Linked DNA regions of Mus musculus: region 1 is linked to region 2. A link is a contact called in public promoter capture Hi-C data. All regions are on one chromosome and are shown on one strand. The core of a region is the stretch at or near the end of the contact, and the rest is flanking DNA. Distances in the headings are between cores, read along the strand shown.

Evidence for each region. Promoter capture Hi-C pulls out the DNA fragments that hold promoters and counts their contacts.
Region 1: a promoter capture Hi-C map of liver shows a contact between it and region 2, with 1.9 times the contacts expected there. The contact joins the promoter of Snx21 here to the enhancer-like site in region 2. A contact is called at or near these places in 4 of 39 promoter capture datasets (the 3T3-L1 cell line, liver and pre-B cells), 4 of 484 Hi-C or Micro-C datasets (cortical neurons, embryonic stem cells, palatal mesenchyme and 1 more), 4 of 115 datasets of contacts at active chromatin or transcription factors (bone marrow-derived macrophages, pancreatic cancer cells, pro-B cells and 1 more) and 1 of 9 other capture datasets (pancreatic islet).

Annotation. Positions count from the first base shown.
Region 1 is chr2:164,784,643-164,787,342 of GRCm38.p6, reverse strand. Snx21 (sorting nexin family member 21) reads right to left here and starts at 1,322. Exons shown (of 3, transcript NM_133924.3): 1 at 1,019-1,322; 2 at 488-645. The coding sequence starts at 1,277.
Region 2 is chr2:164,421,750-164,424,449 of GRCm38.p6, reverse strand. Sdc4 (syndecan 4) reads left to right here. Exons shown (of 5, transcript NM_011521.2): 5 at 1-203. Among named protein-coding and RNA genes, the nearest start is that of Matn4, 18 kb to the right of the region's middle. Within about 2 kb of position 1,344, at least 69 of the 459 cell types and tissues checked have an H3K27ac peak or open chromatin away from gene starts, as enhancers often do. A contact at or near this core is called in liver, pre-B cells and pro-B cells, where this site is marked.

The DNA.
Region 1 (2,700 bases), core at 73-2,572, 360 kb before region 2:
CTATTATAATCCCATGTATTGCCTATTGCTCAAAAGAGGAAACTGGGGGCCACTGAGGCCACAGAACCCACCCAAGGGGAAGCCACTGGTAAACACAGGGGATGTGAATCAAGACTGGTCTGGATCCAAAGCCCATTTCCTTAATCCTGACCCATGCCACTGGGTCTCAATACTGTGTCCTGCTGCGGTTGACAGAAACCCACAGGGTACAGAAAGAAACACACATCAGTTCTCGTAACCTCAAGACTAGGACAGGAGGCAACTCCTAAGGCCACATTCTCAGTTTTAGAGAAACTAAGTCATTTGCCTGAGGACGTGTTCAGTTGACACCCATCTTCTCATCTGGTCTCAGTTCCCCCAGGTGTAAAATAAGGACATCCTTTTATAACTGCATGGCCACGACCCCCGCCCCAAAATCTGTGCTATTTCCTTTCTCTCAGCTAGACATCTAGACTCGCTGCTCAAGGGTTCCTGGAACCTCACTCACCACGTACTTGGAGGGAGGGTCTTTGACAACATTGGCGCTGGTCACCTCAAAGAGCAGCCTCTGTGGAACTAGGGTGTTCCGAGACTTTTTCCAGAAATCCTGCAGCTGGCGGGCCAGGAGTTGACTGCTCCGTTGTCCATCAGGTGGGGGACTTCGTTCTGCACAAGCACATGACCCGTCATTATGGGGGTGGCTAGCTCCAGAGTTAACGTAAACAAAATGCCATGACCTCATTCACAGAAGCGAGATGTGCTTCACCCCAGCGCCTGGCTTACAGTGGATGCTAAACCTCCACCCGAAGCAGCTAGCACACACGTTTGTTTCCCTGGTCCTGTGCATTTAATATCTACAAAAAACCCGAGATGGTGTGATTCCCATAGTGTTGTGAGTCAAGGTCACACAGCCAAACCGTGTCTGGAAGAGCTTATAGTGTCAATAGTTTCAGAGAGAAAACTCAGGATGCCCTCGGACCGCGTCCAGCGGGGAGGCCTAACCGAGCCCCGGGGTTCCTGTCTGTCCTCCCGCACTCGCCTGCGTCTTCTCCCGATGCCCCGTCTCCTGAGGGCGGCGAGTCGAGGCCCGCCTCGTCGTCCTCGTCTTCGTCGTCAGGGTCATCCTCCGCACTAGTGAAGCTGAGGGTGCCACTGAGGCGGGAGGACAGGCCCTCGGCGTCATCGTCCTCCAGCTCTGAGCTCTCAGGGAACTGCTCGGCCTCTGGGCCCGCCGCCGCCTCCCCGGGGCCATCGCTGGCCAGGGCGTGTCGCAGCCGGTGTAGGAGCCGCGAGGCCATGGCACCCAGGGGGGAGCGCGCCACGCTGGGTCCAGGGCTGAAGAGGGAGGGGACCCCCGCCCGGAGAGGGACCCGGGGGCGTGTCAGGGGCGTGGCACAAGAGGCCACGCCCACGGGCCGCGGCCGCTGGGGACGTGCGGGAGGCCGGCCTCTGCCCTGTTCCTCCCGCAGGCCGGGACGCGCCTCCACCCACCGCGTCCCAAGTGCGTTCGGGGCGGGCTCCCGGGATTTGGTGCAGCAGCCTGGCGGATTTAAGAGGCTCTCCGCCCAGGCAGCTCACGGCGCCGCCTCGCTGCTTCCTGCCGCCGCTCCGCCTCCGCCCCGCCAGCTCCCTCTCCCGGAGCTGTTAGAATCCCAAGCCGCTGCCTGCGGGAGGGACGCGGAGGGCAGCCGGGCGGGCCAAGGCTTCCCCCGAAACCCAGCCGGATCGTGGTGGCCGCGCCCCCTCTTGGACTCGCCCACCCCTCCTGGTCTCCTGAGGCCGCCCCAAGCTTTACCCCTAATCTCCATACAGTGCCATGTAACTTTACAGTGTAATTTCGCGGCATTTGGGAGCTCGGCTCTCCCTTGAGTGAAGCTTGAAATCCGGTTTCGTCCAGCCTAGGTTTTCTCATATGAAACAAGAATACTAATACTCATACTAAATTTTCACTCATACTAAATTTTCAGCTCTTGTAAAAACCCCAGTCCGGTGCCTGTGTGAGAAACCTAGCCCTTCCCAGTTTCGTTTGAACTTAACCTGGGGGAAGTAGTCAAAGAGGAAAACATCCAGAGAGGCTGTTACTTGTTCAAGGTTGCCCAGTTTGTCAGAGATCTCTAGCGTGGGAGCTCTTGAACTGATTTATTTTCCCACGCGTGCGGGGTTGCTTGGGTAATCTCTATAACTCTCTTGGAGAACTGCAGTTTATCTTTTACTGCAGGGTAGCAGTAGTCAGGAAAATGATTGCTGATCCCTGTCCCAAGGCTTACATGTCAGACCTAGCAGGCAGATTTGGCTAGTTAGACAATAAAACAAGTTATCTCAAAGGCCAGGTGTGGTGCTCCTGTGGCTCATGCCATTAATCCTAGCCCTGGCTCTCGGGAGGCAAAGGTAGGAGGATCATTGTGAGTTCAAGAACAGCCTGGTTTACTGTTGAGGTCCAGAACTAAATAGAGACCCTGCCTCAAAATTATCTCAGACAGTATCAAAATTAAGTATCTCCTATCCCCTTTTAGGGCGTGGGAGAGGGATGGAGGATATGAACGGAAAGACCTTCCTGGCCTTTACTGAACAGAAGGGTCTCAGATTTTAGCACTCATGGCGTCTTGTAAGTATTTCATACACTGTCACATGTCAGTCTCAGAGGATGAAGTTACAGTAATGATTATTTTTCTAAACGATTTATTTATTTCATATATGTGGTTATACTGTCGCTGTCTTCAG
Region 2 (2,700 bases), core at 95-2,594:
GGAGATCACACCACTCTCAACCATACTCTGTTCCTGTGAGGCCCCCATCACCACCTCCGTGCAGGGTCCTAGCTGGCTGGGTCCTCTTCTAGCCTTGGTGCCTGCTCCTTTTCTGCACCATTCACACTGTTGTCTGTTACTGATCTTTTTTTTTTTTTTTTTTGATAAAAAGATAATAAAACCTGGTACTTTCTAGATTGTCAGCCTGTCAGTTTTATTTTTGGTTTCTCAAAACAGGGTTTCTCTGTGTAGCCCTGGCTGTCCTGAAAAGCATTCTGTAGATCAGGTGAACCTAGAACTCAAGAGGCTGACCTGCCTCTACCTCGATTAAAGAGGTGTGCCATCACACCCGATGCCATTATAAGATTTTGGGTTTCTTTTTAAGCTTTATTTTTATTTTATGTGTATGAGTATTCTACCTGCATGTACACCTGCGTGCCAGAAGAGGGCGTCAGACCCCATTACTGATGGTTATGAGCCACCATGTGGTTGCTGGGAATTGAATGCAGGTCCTCCATGAGGAGCAGCCAGTGCTCTTAACCACTGAGGCTTCACTCCAGCCCATTTTAAAGGGTTTTTTTTACAAGCCATTCATTCTGTATCCCTTGAACTCAATGAAGCCAGAGGGAGACCTTTTGGGGTGCCAGACACGGGCACAGACACGAGACAGCAGTAGGGCTTTGGAGGTAGGAGAGATGCCAGAAAATGTGCCCGTTGCTCTGGGCAGCACATCCTGTCTCTCCCCATTTTAATTAAGCAACACTAGGTTTAAAAACAAACACAGGCCACAGAGTCCCTCGGGCCTTTGGGATGGCTCAGAGTCTTAAGAGCACTTGTCACGCCAGCCTGAGGCCTCCAGTGTAAGTCCTGGACACAACGGGAGAGAAGCAGCTGCTGACGTCACACTCCGACTGCCACAAGTGAACCGTGGGGGCCACACACACTTGGACACACGTGGACACACACGCTACTTAATAAATCAAAATAGGAAAAAATAACCCTCAGTTGAGTCCCTGTGTGTAGAAATCGTAGTACTTCTCATAAAAGCCTTAGAGCTGGAAGACAAATCGACTTTGCCAGCTGTCAAGACTGTACTATAACCAGACATGGCTGAGAGGAAACAAGGCCCCAGACTGGCTCTTTCGTGACACAGTTCCTGCCTATTTCCGTGTCACCTGCCTGGTCTCTGTGGGCTGTGCTATAGTTGTCACACTTGAGAGTCTCATAAGCAGTAAAGGGCCTGTTGCCAAGGATCCCACCTGTCCTCAGCTTATCTTTGCAGAGTGGAGCCTCGATTTGTGGCCCGTTGACCTTGGTGACTTGGGTTTGGCACCATGTGGCCCCATGGGAAGAAGCAGCCAGAGGACTTAACTACACCAGCCAGGAACTTGGTGTTTCATGGTTGGGCCTGTTAGCACAGCTGCAGGAAACAGTCGTTAGAAATGGGACAAACTTCATCTGAAAGGTTAAAAGAACGTGTCCAAATCGATCGTTCACCAGTGGCGGAGGTAGGATTTGAATCCACATAGTGAGGGCCTATCAGAGGGTTTCCATTGCTCACAGTCCCTTCACTGTGGGGGTGGTCGGCCTTCACAGCACCTGGTCTCATATCTCTCTAGGGACCCTAAGTTCTGTTTCCTCGAGTCCCTTGGGTGAGTTTCTGGCTCTCGTAGTTCACCGCTTTTCCTGTAGCGTGAACTCTGAATGGGCTAGACCTGCTCAGTTTGCACAGCAGCCACCAGCCACCATGGCTCTTTAACATGTAAAAATGGAGTTGCTCAACAGCTACGTGTAGCTCATGGCTCCGGGATGGAGTGGGCACAGGATGTCCACCGTGTAAGGACTTTAATGATACCTGCATTTAGACTTCAGACGCCATCGGCTGTTGCCTTCCTTTCCCATAGTCTGCAGTGGGGAAGGCCAGAGGTTGACTGTGTGCCAAGTGGCACTTCTTTGGGTAAGATATTAGCGTCAAAAATGTTGGTTAGCTCTTCCTATGGAAACATTGTCCTTAAATTTAGGGCCTTACAATGACAAACATCTCTCATGGTTCCCATGTGTCACAAACACAGGAGCAGCAGAGGTGTCTCATGCAGTATTACACAGTCGTCATCCAGTTATGGGCTACGTTATAGACATCTGGAGGGCTGACTGGGCAGGAGGCTCTATTTCCAACTGAGAGAGTGCGTTCACAGGTCTGGAAACTTGGCTCTAGCTGTCTGGCAGGAGGTCTCAGTTGCTCACCTCACGGATTAACGTAGAAATGTGTGTCCTCGTGACGTGACCTGGCTTCCCAGAGTCAGTGATCCGAGAGAGCCAGGTAGAAGCTACAGGGCCTTTTAGGTTTTAGCTTTGGAAGCCACACACTTTCCCCTGCATAACATCAGTCAGTCAGGAATACAGGTCTGTCCTGTTGACTACCACAGAAAACAGCACAAAGGCAGGAATGTTAGGAGAGGCAAGGCTGACTGGAAGCTCTGCTAGTCATATTTCCTGACTGACCAAACATCTGAGAGAAAGGCATGGGGATATATTTTGACTTGAGGCAATCTGTCCTTATCTGACTCTGTGTTTCTGGGCCCTGGATGAAACAAAAACACGGCACAAAGGCGTGTTGGGGCAAAGTTACCTCATGGTATGCAGTAAGCAGGGAGAGACAAGGAATTGGGGACAAGCGTAACTAATTTTTAGGGCACACCT